3 separate regions of the Sus scrofa genome follow, and all the other regions are linked to region 2. The links are chromatin contacts, called in public promoter capture Hi-C maps. All regions are on one chromosome and are shown on one strand. Each heading gives the region's core, a stretch centred on a gene start, on an enhancer-like site or on the middle of the called end of the contact. The rest is flanking DNA. Distances are from core to core; before and after follow the strand shown.

Region 1 (4,377 bases), core at 1,552-4,051, 190 kb after region 2:
GACGAACTTGTCAGGGGGGCGGGCAGGAGGCCACCTCCTAATCGGCTTTCCCAGAAGGGAGAGCAGAATGAGAGATGCAGGGGGGCTCCAGCCCCAAGCAGCTCTGTGGGAAAGAGGGGAAGGGCGGCCCCATCCCCCAGGACCCTCTCAGATGGGGCCCCTTCCACAGGGCCCCCGAGAACCCGGGCCTCTGGACCGAAGGATCACTGGGGCCAAGGGCTAAGGAAAGGATTCAGGGAGGCGCCCCGGGGAGACCCCGCCTCTCTCGTCTCCCCCTCCAAGGCTGTCTGAGCACCCACTGCAGGTCGCGCACTGGCCACTCCGCCCCTCGGCCTCCTCCAGACCCTCCTCTTTATCTCACCCAAGCCTCCCGGGAGGCTGGACATGGCTAATGATCCCCAGTCAAGAGAAAAGGAAACTGGGGAGTTACTTTCTCACGGTCAACGGCAGGCCAAGAACGGCTGGTCCCAACGCCACGGCAGAACCTTCCTTGCATATCGTCAGCAGTTCCCTGAGGTCCCATCCTCAGCGTCCCCCGTGTGGTCTCAGTGGCATGGCTTCATTCCCCAGCCCTGCTGACCACCAGCAAGGCGAAGGGCATGGATTCCGAGGTCAGCCTTGTGGGCCGCGGGCTCTCCTCTCCCGCTCCTGCGTCCTCCCCTTTCATCCTTTGCAGGGATGTCCCCCCTTGATAAACTTCTTATACATCTCAACCAACCCACCAACCAAAACAAACACACACACACAAAAAGCAAAAAACACCATATCTCGGTTCACCCCTTACGAGCTGTGTGGTCATGGGCAAGTTCCTTAACCTCTCTGTGCGTCCGTTTTCTTATCTGTTACATGGGGATAATAGTGCCTACTACACAGGATCTTGTGAGGATGAGTGACTTCATATGTGTGAGGTGCCAGGCACAGAGCAAGTGCCATGTACGTCCTTATTAATGAAGTCTAAGCAGCGCAGACAGATCCTTCTCTTGCTCCCAACACCTTCCCTTGAGTAAGTAGAAGGCGCCTCAAAAGAGCAGCCTGAGCTCGGCTCCCTCCCCTCGCCAGCCCGAGGGTTGCCGTTCACCACGTGGTCAAGTCCCAGACTCAGAGCACCTTGACTCTTCCCAAGCCCACAATCAGCACTCACTAGTCTGACCCCCTCTCTCGCCCCTCGTCCCCCAGCCCCCTGTGGATGCCACCCTCCTCCCAGCAGGACGTGGCATAGGGCCTCCTCCCTGAGCTCCCTGCCACCTCATGAACCACCATGCCGTAAAGGCATTTGGGGGGGGAGCGGATTTACTAAAATGCAAGTCTGATCACGCCACGCCCCCACTGGGAATAGCTCCCCATGCCCCCCACGGCCCTTGGGCTTGAGTCCAAGCTCCCAGCCTCCCTTTCCCTCCTCGCGCCTGACACTACCCCCCAGGGTTCCAAGCTCCAGGGCTTTGTGCCCCAGGGCTCGCCAGCAGCTGTGTGTGCGCTGTGTCTCCCAGGACGCTCTTCTCTCGCACCCTCCTGGGGAACACGGGACCTCTGGGACTCAGCTCAGATATCTCTCGCCCAAGGGGCCTTCCTTCAGCACATGGCCAGGCATACAGCAGGTGCTCAGCACGTGCTGAGTGGATGACTGATTCGAATGGCAGGGTCCGCGGGGTGCCCTCCCTGCCAGCGAAGGTGTGTCCCTGGGGCTGAGGTATGTAGGGCCAGGGGGTGACGGGTGACGGCTCTGGTCTGGGAGGGGCAGAAGGAGATTTGCGTCAGACATTTGATCTGCCAGCCCCTCCCGGGGAGGCGGGAAGGCCAGGCGAAGGGGGTGCTCCCCGCCCTAATCCTCAGCCCACTGGGGAGAAAGGAATGCACCTCCTAGGTCCAGCAGCGACCTGAGAAATGAGAAGGTCAGGGCCCAGGGGTCCCCGTGGCCTGAGGCACCTGCACAGGTAGCTCCCTGCACGCCATTCAGCCTGCTGGGGTTCTACCAGGGAGCCCCCAGACGGGTCTCTAACCCCCAGACCCCAAACTCAAGCTTGTACCACCCCTTCTGGCTCAGGGGCCCTGTGCAGACGCTCTAGAACCCCAGGCAAGGGCCATAGAGGCTGAGTAGGAGGGATCGCTGGGCACCTTTTTCTTGCAAAGAGTCCCTTCACAAATCTCCACTCCAGCCAGCCACATGGCAGGGTCCCTCTTCCTCCTCTGCTTGCTTACCTCCCAGGACAAAGCGCTCCCTCCCTCCACAGGCTGCCCATCCCACTGGAGAACAGCTCTGGCCTTGGATCCAATGTGCCTTTCTGTCATTCCCACAGAACCCGCTGCCCCCTCCATCCTACAGACCCACCCCCCAGGCTACCCCACACACCCCCAGCTGGTGCTGGCTCCAGGCTGCCCTGCCCTGCGGCTTGGGTGAGGACCAAGCGGCCAGCAGAAGCGGGAGTCCTTCCCCGCCTGGGTCCCTCTGCTCCCTCTGCTCCCTGTGACTGTCCCAGAGCTGTTAGGGCCCTGGGGGTGGGGGGTGGCCAATCCAAGGCAGGCCTGCCACCTCCCCCACTGGCCACAGCGCTGCCCTGGCTGCGGGCAGACCTTGAGACCCACGGCTCCCGCTCAGCCCACTCAGCCCACCAGGGGCGCCTCTGGGAATAAAGCTGGATCGAGGGCTATGCTGCGGATTCTCTTTTATTAGCCAAGTAGGACAAAGAACAGGTCACAGCGTCACAGGAAGTCAGACAGACAGACAGACAGACAGAGGGACACACACGACAGAGTGTCATGCTGCACCACGCAGGGGGAGGAGCAGGGGCGGGGGCATCTGAGTCGTGTTTTTTATCAACTAACAGAATAAATAAATACGGTACACAGTGGTTTTGCCATGGGCTGGCACGACCTCTAAGCACAAAAGGTCACAAAACAGCTGGTTTGGAAAGCAATCTGTACAGCCCGCCGCTGCGGAGTCGGGGTGGGGGGCCCAGGCCCCTGGACCATGCTCTGAGGAGGTGAGGACGCGGGGAAACGGAGGCCTCAGACACGGGGAGAGGAGCCGAATGAGGCCTTCCTGGAAGGGACTGTTCAAAGCCTTGGGCTCTCAGCTGGGAGGTGGCCGAGCCGACCTGGGAGAGGCCGCAGCCTCAGTCTCAGGTGCGGCGGGCCCCCCCACCCCAAGCTCATGGGAGACACAGGGCCTGGCTTACACGTACACTCCCCTCTCTCTCTCTGGCTGCTTTCGGTCCCTGAGACCGGTCCCCTAAACTAGGTCGAGGTTTGTCCCGGGGAAGGAGTAGTCGTCCAGTGCCCTGGCCTCCTCCGGGCTGGGAGATTGGAGCGAATGTTACAAAGCTCGGAGGGAACTGGGCTGAGAGCTGGAGAAGGGCCTGGCTTCACCACGACAGCACAGGACTTCGGGGCCGACTTGCTCCTGGCGAAGTCAGGGGAGGCTTCCTGGAGGAAGTGGTGAGGTCTAGAGCTGTTGGATTCCAAAGCCCAGTGACGGTCGTTTGCCTCCAGAGACAAGCAAAACGCTTTGGCAAAACCATGCCTGGGCTACATGAGATTATTTGCACTTCCTAAACAGACCTTCCTGGCACTGACCCCAGACGATAAACCAGAAACCCCCTCTGTCTTCTAGAGTCTCTGCCACCCCGCTGTGCCCCTGCCCAAGTCTCTCCCGTGATCTCCTGTGGCTCTTTGCTTTACCTTCCAGATTCCAGATACTCGATACTGGTTCAGCTGATCCCCCGCTTCAGAAGACCTCATCTGCCTGCCTTGGTCACGGCCACATCGAGGTGAGGTCTTTCTCCTGGGTTTCACCCTCAGCCCCACCTCTCACGAAGTTAGCCACACTTCCCCATCGCCCATGCAGTCTAAAGCATTGCTTTGTTCAAACAGCTTTCCTGGCCCAAGCTACCATGCCCTTCACTTTTTTTTTTTCCCATTCCAAGCCTTCTCCGTCTGCCGCAGCCCGGACAGCCTCCCCTAGGATCAAGGGCATCGCCTGCTCTGTCAACCAATCTTCCCGAGGCCCCGGTGGACCCACCCCTCTCTTCCCACTGGGAGAGGGGACAAGCCTTAGGGATCTTTACCCTGGTTTTCAGATGCAACTTCTCTAAGCAGGGGGGGGGGGCTTCAGTGGGGAGCCACAAAGCCCCGGGGATCATGACCCAGCATCTGCACAAGCCATTGTCCTCCCCTTGCCCTGAGCCCCTGAGCCCATGTGAAGGCTTGGAGAAGGGGTGACAGAGAGGCTGGACTAAAACTCAAGAGGAGCAGGATCCAGTGCAGATTGTCTCAACTCAAAGGGACCCCTTATACTTCTTGGAGAAACTGAGACCCAGAGAAGGTGGCCATGCTCACGGAGAGGCTTGTGCTTGCGACACCCGTGGCTCCGCAGCAAAGCGA
Region 2 (4,117 bases), core at 1,378-3,877:
ACAACAACAACAAAAAGACAAAAGACAAAAAAAAAAAAAAAAAAAAAAAAAAAAAAAAAAAAAAACACTTTCGCAAGCATCTTCTCATTTGTCTGTCCTGAGAAATAGATGTTAATCCTCATTTTGCAGAGGGGAAAACTGAAACGCGGAGAATTTGAATGGCTTCCACGCTGACAGAGCTAGTCAATGTTCAAGGCATGATTTCATCCGAGTTCTCTTGATTCCAAAACTCCACTCATACCTCTGTATAACTCGGCACCACATATATCACATATATATCAGATCATCTACCTGCAGCTCTAGACACACAAAGATAAATAAGAGAGAGGTCCAGACTTTGGATAGGTATCCCTAGACAAAGATTCATATGCCACAATACGAATGTGACTATAATAATTACTCTACATGACTTTTTTCCAAGTAGTTCAAAGCACTTTCCTTTAAATGCCATCTGCATCTGATGACTCTCAGATTTATATTTCAGGCCCCAACCTCTACCCAGAACTCCAGATAGATGTATCAAACAGTCCATTTGAATAATGAATTGGGAGTTCCCGTCATGGCTCAGTGGTTAACGAATCCGACTAGGAACCATGAGGTTGCAGGTTCGATCCCTGACCTCGATGCTCACTGGGTTAAGGATCCGGCGATGCCATGAGCTGTGGTGTAGGTCGAAGATGTGACTCAGATCTGGTGTTGCTGTGGCTGTGGTGTAGACCGGCAGCTACAGCTCCGATTAGACCCCTAGCCTGGGAAGCTCCATATGCCGCAGGTGCGGCCCTAGAAAAGACAAAAAGGAAAAAAAAAAAAAAAGGAATATTGAATTGGCTTCTCAAGCTTGCCCCAGATCTGCTCTCCTTCATCTCAGGAAACAGCAATGCCTTTCCTCCAGTGGTTCTGCTGGTGGTTCCACCCTAAGATCCTTCTCTTTTTTTGCAGTAAATATTGTTAGCTCTTTTTTTTTTTTTTTTTTTCATGGATGCACCTGTGGCATATGGAAGTTCCCAGGCCAGGGACTGACTCAGGGCTGGAAATGCCACTTATACCACAGCTGCAGCAATGCCACATCCTTAAGCCATTGTGCTGAGCCAGAGATCAAACTCATACCTTCACAGCGACCCGGTCACTGTTGTTGGATTCTTAACCCACTGCACCACAGTGGGAAATCCAATTAGCTCTGTCTTCAAGAAGCTTTCAGAATGCTCACCATCTCCACTACTGCCAGCATCTTTATCCTTCCCTCACTCTCCTCCAATTCTCTTTCCCACACAGTAGCTAGAGTGATCATTTTAAAATCTAAGCCAGGGCTCCCTTTAGCAGCACATATACAAACATTGGAACAACACCGAGAAGATTTGCATGTCCCCTGCGTAGGGATGACATGCAAATTCGTGAGGCATTCCATATTTGTTCTGCAGAACAGAAACAGATTCACAAACTTTGACAACAAACTTATGGTTACCAAAGGGACGGGTGGGGAGAAGGACTGTCCTGGGGGTTCGGGATTGGCATATCCCACACAGCAGCATATGGAATAATTGGCCAACGGGGACCTGCTGTATAGCCCGGGGAACTCTACCCAATACTCTGTGATAATCTATATGGGAAAAGAATCTGAAAAAGTACGGATGTGTGTATATGTATAACTGAATCACTTTATTATACAGCAGAGATTATCAACATTGTAAATCAACCATACTTCAAAAAAACTTTGAAAAATTGAATAAATAAGTAAATAAATAAATACATACATAAATGCTAAACCAGAGCTTAAAGCACCAGTGGTTTCCCAAAGTTCTCACAGTGGTCCATAAGGCCCTGCATGATCGGGCCCCTGATGCTTATCCGACCTCATTTCCCATCCTGCTCCTCTTGCCCTTCAGGTCCAGCCACACCAGGTCTTCCAGGTCACTTTTTCCTCCTGGCCATTGCACAACTCACTCCCTCGCAGCCTCTCAGTCTCAAACCAAAGGTCCTCTTATCACAGAGGCACTCCCTGTCCCCTTATCATATTTCAATTTCCCCCATAATATTTATCACCTCCTGACATTTAATATGTCGCTGCTCTCCCCCCACTGCAGTGTAAACTGTAGGATTAGGGTTGGCACTTTACTGGATGTCTGGTATTTTTATTTGCTAAATCTGGCAACCCTAAGCAAGTGGTTATTTTGTTCATTGCTGTATCCTCAGCAGTAGAATTGCTCCTGACACGTGGTAAACTCTCAATAAATATTTACGCAATGAATGAATGGACGTGTTCAACCGGGTCATTAATCTGTAACATGCCTAAACCTTTAATAAACAACATGCGAGCCAGAGGGTTGGGACGTCTAAGCTGGGTTAGCCCAGTTCACAGCTGGCGGTCGGAGAGGCCGATGAACTTCCTAAGCAGGTGGAGCAGCTGGGAGCTTCGCCTGAACCGCCCCTGCGCCTCCTGCAACCGAACACTCCCGAAGTACAGTGAGCGATAAATCCCCGAGGGCTTTTCTGCGGGTAGGACCTCCCCAACTAGCAGGCGGGACCTACCCGCGCAGGAGCCTGGGCCCTTTAACGCCCCGCCTCCCCATCGCCCCTCGCGCGCCCGGTGTTACGTCACCGAACCTGCGGCCAATGGGAGCGCGCCTTACTGGCAGGCGGTGCTGGCACCGCTGCCAAAGGGGAAGTGAGCTGGGGTTGGAGCGATGGCCCGGGTCTGGACCCCGCGGCCGCCGCCTCCGCCGCCGCCGCCTCCGCCGCCGCCACCAGCGAGTCAGGAGCAGCTGCGTCCGGAGCCGAAGCGGGGACCGGAGTCGCGGCTGCAGTGGAGGCGGCGCGTTTGAGTTGCCGAAAGTCGCCGGTGCCGGAATACCTCAAACTCGGCGGGAGCGCTTCAGGTGGGCTGAGCCGCTGACGCCCCTCTTGACCTGCCCCCAGGCCCAGACACCAGGGCTGGGGTCTCCTCAGGCGCGGGACTGGTTCCTCTGAGGCTGAGCCCTGCAAACAAGAGCTCTGGATCTTCCTCGGCCTCCGGCTCCCTTCAAGCTCAGGACGGAGGCCGGAGATCGGTGATCTCTCAGCCCCGAGCGTTTCCTGTGTCCGGGTTGCAGTGGCTGGGAGCCCCCTCCTGCTGCCAGCCAGGAAGGGACCAGTGCGACCCCACTGTCTCGCTCTGCACCTCCTCCTCTTCTCCCATTCAAAAGCAAGTTTCTTTCCCTTTCCACTGGAAATCTTGCCCCGGAAGACCAGAACACCCGTCCGCGTGTCCTTCCCCAGCTCCTGAAGCACCCTTATTAGTATTATCTACTGACCAGGGCTGAGAATCTCTCGTTCTTGACTTTTTATCCCCCTTGGGAGACAAAGGTTACCTCTCCTAAACACCCTCAACTAATTGACACTCCATGCCCAGGGCTTTATCCATTTTGATCACCAGCCCCCAGGACGTCTTTACGTGACTTCCCCCAGCCATCCATCTGAGTTCCAGTTTCCTCTGGGCTCCAGTCTCTAGTCCCCAGCGGATCTGGTCAGTCCCACCCCTGGGTGGGAGTGACCAGAGGGGCTCTGGCCCAGAATTCCCCACCCTGGAAGGCAGCTCCAAGGCATCGAGAGAATTGGGCATCGGGTACGAACCTGGCAGCTCAGGAGTGGGTGCCCCACTCACCCCACACAAGAAGATGAAAAAGCGCAAAGAGCTCAATGCATTGATCGGCTTGGCTGGGGATAGCCGGAGAAAGAAGCCCAAGAAAGGCTCAGGCCACCGCCTGCTTCGCACCGAGCCTCCCGACTCAGACTCTGAGTCCAGCTCAGAGGAGGAAGAGGAGTTTGGTGTAGCTGGAAATCGCTCTCGCTTTGTCAAGTGAGTAATGCAGTGCACAGAGGTGGAATGGGGAAAAGGTATCTCCCAACACGACCAAGGGGGCAAATTAAAGGGAGGGAGAAGGAAGTTCTTAAGAAAAATTTTTAAAAAGCACGTAGACCTTGGAAGGCACAGAGGCAGAAAAGCTATTAGGGAGAAGGTGAGTTCAGGTTCTGGATGAAGGATAAGTTAGAGATCTGTCTCTGAGTGTACAAAAGAGAGCTCTGAATCTAGGGTAGACAGTGGACTTGGGGAATGAGCCAAGAGCCCAGAGAGACCAAAGTG
Region 3 (4,437 bases), core at 1,189-3,688, 250 kb after region 2:
AGCCACCAGCTCTGGCCCTAATCCCCCTCGCTTTCTAATCCACCCACGACTTTCTTAGGCATTAATGTTGAGCTCTCGGCTCCCTAAGCACCACCCTGAAGATGGGAGCCAGGCTCTGAAGGGAATTAGGCCAGCCTCAGAGGACCGCTCTGCAGACAATGGGAGGGAGGCCGAGAACTCCCCCCCACCGCCCCTCCTCGGCTGCAGCCTGCCCCCCCTCCCCAGACAGGGCCCAGGGTCTCATAGGGTCTCATCCAGCTAGAGCCAGGTGAGGAGGGGGTGCACAGAGGGGCTGAAGAGAGGGGGGATCCCCTGGGGTAGGTGTGGAGTCCAGAGGTGGTGCGGACAAGGACACGAGGGTAACTCAGGCTGGCAAAGGCAGAGACAGGAAAGTTCGGGACCCTGCGCACTGGGAGAGACGGCAAGGCGGGACGGAGGCCGGACTGCATAGGGCCTGAGTTCCTCCAGCTGAGGAATTTGGACTTTACCTTGGGAAGAGGAAGGAGTCGCGGTGGGGCAGTGGCAGTATTCAGAGCAACCGCTTTGGTGCCTGTGAAGGGAGGGGGGCAGAGATTGGGGGTGAGAAGGCCTTGCCATGCCAGCGACAGGCTGTGAGACCCAAAGAGGACACCTGTCCAAGGTCACCCAGCACCAGCTCCGGGTGCGGCGTCACAGCACAGCGCCCCATGTGGTGGCAGGAGCAGGTGCAGACCCAGCCAGGTTCAGGGGTTCCCTGTGCCCCTTGAAGGAAGGGGAGAGGTGCCCTGGGGCGGCGAGATGGAGCGACAGCCCACTGACTATCAGCTGCTGCCCTACCAGCCCTCTTTTTTTTTTTTTTTTTTTTGTCTTTTTAAGGCTGCACCTGCACCCACAGCACATGGAGGTTCCCAAGCTAGGGGTCAAATCAAAGCTGTAGCCGCTGCCCTACCGGTTCTGCGACCTACACCACAGCTCACGGCAATGCCAGATCCTTAATCCACCAATCGAGGTCAAGGATCGAACCTGCATCCTCATGGTTGTAAGCCAGATTCGTTTCTGCTGAGCCATGGTGGGAACTCCCTTACCAGCCCTCTTAATTGTACGTTATTCCAACTCTTTGAAACAGGTAGCAGTGGCCTGGCTGCAGCAGGGGACAGAAACAATGGCCTGGTGAGCAGGCCACTTGCCCCAGGGCCCCTCCCTCTGGGGTTGGGAGACCTGTCAACCCCACTCCAGGCTTGTGAAAGTGACCACACACAGGCCTCTCTCCTCTGAGAGGGGCCCAGGTAGGGAGCAGAGAGGAGGGGGTGCACGTCCAAGGAGACCAAGGTCCTGGAAGCCAGGAGGGGGTGCCCATGTCTGCCCATGAGCGGCTTCCTGGGAAAACCCAGCTTCTTTCTCTCCCCTTCCTACCCACCCTCCCCACCCCATCCCAGGCTAAATTGTCTGCAGGTATTTCTTGGGTGATTATTCGTATTCATTAAACCAAGGGCTTACTAAAATTCTCCTTACTGTATTTCTTGAGGTGGAAGGCTGTGGTTTGCCCATTTTTTTACAGATGAGAAAAATGAGGCCCAAGGGGAAATCACTTTTCCTACCCCCTCACAGCCAGCGACAGCGCAGAAACCAGGGAAGCAGAGAAGGTAGGACGACCACCCAGGAAGCCAAAGCAGTGCAATGGTTACAAGTATGACCATTGGAGCCTGATGGATCGGGTTCAAATCCAAGCTCTGCCCGCCGATTTCTAACAGGGTTCCAAGTTTCTCATTTGTAAATAAGTTAATAATGCCAATTCACAAGCCCCCTCTAGCAACGGCTGTGTAGGAGAATAGACATACGGTGTCCCAGTGGGAACCCCAGTGGGGTGATGGGGGGGCACACAGTTGCTGTTGTCACTACCCAAGGCCACTGAGTGGCCAGGCAGAGGGACAAAGGCGGGTTCCCAACTCAGTCTGCTTCCAAAGCTCTCAAATGCACCTGCCCAAAGGTGACAGCAGGCAGCTGGGGTCCCCGGACCCCTTGAGGGGGGTGGGCAGGAGGGCCAGCGAGTCAGGATATCGAGCGGGTGGTGGGATGTTTCAAGGCTGGAAGCTTCATCACAGCAAGTTCGTGAGGCCATCCCAGCTGGCCCCTCTCATTGGGCCCTGCTAATGAGCTTCCACTGGATTATCCGTTCCCACCTCCACTCGTTTACTCTGTCAAATCGAGTTTGCATTTTAAATGGGAATTTGACAAGACGGGCAATTTGTCTGCTGACGAGGTTAATGGGTGTTAGCCCTGCGGACAGAGGAGGGAACCCCTGCCCCAGCACAGCCTGGCCTCTGCCCAGATCAATGACCCCGACTGCGGCTCCTCCCTCCACGGCAGCCACTCTGGGCCTCCCGGTGTCCAGAGGCTGTCCCTGTATCTGGCTCACCACCTCCAGGCAGTCTGCCCAAAAGCACCCAGCCCTGGGTCACGGTCTGCTGTTCAGGCTGGGTGACATCCTGTCTGCCTGGACTCAGACAGAGCTCCTGAGGGCTGGGCCATGTCACCCCTCTCAGACTAGGGACCTCCCCTCTCAGACCCAGGTTCCCAGGGCAGGGCCAGCTTTTCCCTCAGCCTTGGGCTTCCAAGAGTTGGGCAGTGCCCCCTCCCTCCTGCTTCCCTCTCCCCTCCCTCCTCCATATGGGACTTGAAATGGAGCCAGGAGGACTGGCATTGCCACATGCTAAGTTTCAGTGTAGGATATGGCTGGAATGGTTGCAAAACCATCACCTAAACCAAGCCCCAAGGTTGGGGCTCACAGGGGAGCTGGAGAACCCTTCTGAGCCTCCCTGAAGGGGTCTGGCTTCCTCAAGCTCCCTCCTCCAAGGCTGAGCAAGAACCCAGGTGTCTGGGGCCGGAGCTGGAGCCGAGGCGTGGCACCGGGCCAGGGTGGGCTCGGCCTGTGGAGGAAGATGCTTCCGCTTCCCCTCCTCCGAGGCCCAGCGCCCTTCCCCGCCCCGGCTAATGTGCCACAATTACCTCCTAAGTGCCCAAACAAATGTGGCTGCTGGGGAAAGTGACACGGGCTCCAGGTGATGGATTCGTGCCATCGGGGAGCCGGGCAGAGCGGGCCCCGAGCGGGGGGGCAACACTAATATTGTATCAGCGTCGGCGCCGGCGCCACGAGCCGGTGATGAATATGTGTCACTTTACACGGCGCACACTCGGGGGCCTGGCTGCGCAGGCATGGAAAATAGAGTGTCTGGGATTAATGATATTGAAAATGATAGAGAGCAGATTGGAAATGGCTTCGCCCGCCCGACCCGCGGAGATGGAAACGTACCTCACAGCTATCTGCCTGGCCCGGGCCCCCACCTGCCCCCCCCACCCTCCCCCAGCCGCAGAGGCCCACGCCCGATGAGGGCCCCGCGTCTCTTTTCCGCCAGCAGCATCTTGAGACGGCAGGTGTCGGGGGTGCACCTGTGTGCAGAGACGACAGGGGGGCAGCAGTGAAATCTCAGCCCCTGACTGACCTTTGTCCTTGGTCCCAGATGAGCCTGACCCCCGGCACCCAGTGAACCTTGACCTTGGCGCCAGACCAAGCCCTGACCCTAGTGCCAGCTGAGCCCTGCCTCTGGCCCCTGATTGAGTCTGCAGGAGCCTGAGCCTCTCACAAGACCAGGAGGGCTGGGGCGATGGAGCAGGGGAGGTGCAGGGATGGGGCAGCGTAGTGCGCCCCCTGCTGGAGGGCAGCTCAGAGCCCCGTTAGTCACTCCCTAGCAAGAACTCCTGAGTCCAGGAGCAAGGGAGCATGTGTCTTGTCCACTGATGTCTTTTTTTTTTTTTGTCTTTTCGCCTTTTCTTGAGCTGTTCCCACAGCATATGGAGGTTCCCAGGCTAGGGGTCTAATCAGAGCTGTAGCCCCCAGCCTACACCAGAGCCACAGCAACTCGGGATCTGAGCCACCTCTGTGACCCACACCACAGCTCACGGCAACGCTGGATCCTTAACCCACTGAGCAAGGGCAGGGATCGAACCCGCAACCTCATGATTCCCAGTCAGATTCATTAACCACTGCGCCCGATGGGAACTCCATCATTTTTAGTGTTTAATTCGGTTGTTTGTTATGACTGTGTCTGCACACTTAAGTCCGTACTTGTAGGGGTGTGTGTGTGTGCGTCTGTGTGTGTATCCGTTCGCAAATATACCTGTGAGGTTGTGACTGGCATGGGTAGGAATGTGGGTGCTGGGCTCGTCCCCCTGTGCACCCTGGCGTGCACAGGTATCTGTGGGACTCCGTGTATGATGTGAGCGCGCCTTGCCTTAGGCCACTCCGTGCACGGGTATGGATGCACCTGTGGTCAGTGTGCGTGGATGTCTGTGTGTGTCTGTGTGTCTGTAAGGCTGTGTATGCTGACCCACGGATGGAAGGACTCCAGTATGTGGCCTGGTCCTAACCACGGGCTCAATTCCCAACATCAGGGCAAGAGG

The links. Promoter capture Hi-C pulls out the DNA fragments that hold promoters and counts their contacts.
Region 1: a contact with region 2 is called in a promoter capture Hi-C map of liver, with 5 times the contacts expected there. The contact joins the enhancer-like site here to the promoter of EFCAB14 in region 2. A contact is called at or near these places in 1 of 5 promoter capture datasets (liver), 20 of 47 Hi-C or Micro-C datasets (alveolar macrophages, embryonic fibroblasts, epiblast stem cells and 11 more) and 2 of 2 datasets of contacts at active chromatin or transcription factors (alveolar macrophages and skeletal muscle).
Region 3: a promoter capture Hi-C map of liver shows a contact between it and region 2, with 9 times the contacts expected there. The contact joins the enhancer-like site here to the promoter of EFCAB14 in region 2. A contact is called at or near these places in 4 of 5 promoter capture datasets (fetal skeletal muscle, liver and skeletal muscle) and 9 of 47 Hi-C or Micro-C datasets (brain, embryonic fibroblasts, epiblast stem cells and 5 more).

What each region holds. Positions count from the first base shown.
Region 1 is chr6:164,965,235-164,969,611 of Sscrofa11.1, forward strand. It overlaps DMBX1 (diencephalon/mesencephalon homeobox protein 1), which reads right to left. Exons shown (of 5, transcript XM_021096716.1): 5 at 2,656-4,377. Among named protein-coding and RNA genes, the nearest start is that of DMBX1, 11 kb to the right of the region's middle. Within about 2 kb of position 2,802, at least 1 of the 83 cell types and tissues checked has an H3K27ac peak or open chromatin away from gene starts, as enhancers often do. A contact at or near this core is called in liver, where this site is marked.
Region 2 is chr6:164,775,345-164,779,461 of Sscrofa11.1, forward strand. It overlaps EFCAB14 (EF-hand calcium-binding domain-containing protein 14), which reads left to right and starts at 2,628. Exons shown (of 10, transcript XM_013999428.2): 1 at 2,628-3,832. The coding sequence starts at 3,651.
Region 3 is chr6:165,021,858-165,026,294 of Sscrofa11.1, forward strand. No RefSeq gene overlaps it. Among named protein-coding and RNA genes, the nearest start is that of DMBX1, 46 kb to the left of the region's middle. Within about 2 kb of position 2,439, at least 3 of the 83 cell types and tissues checked have an H3K27ac peak or open chromatin away from gene starts, as enhancers often do. A contact at or near this core is called in liver, where this site is marked.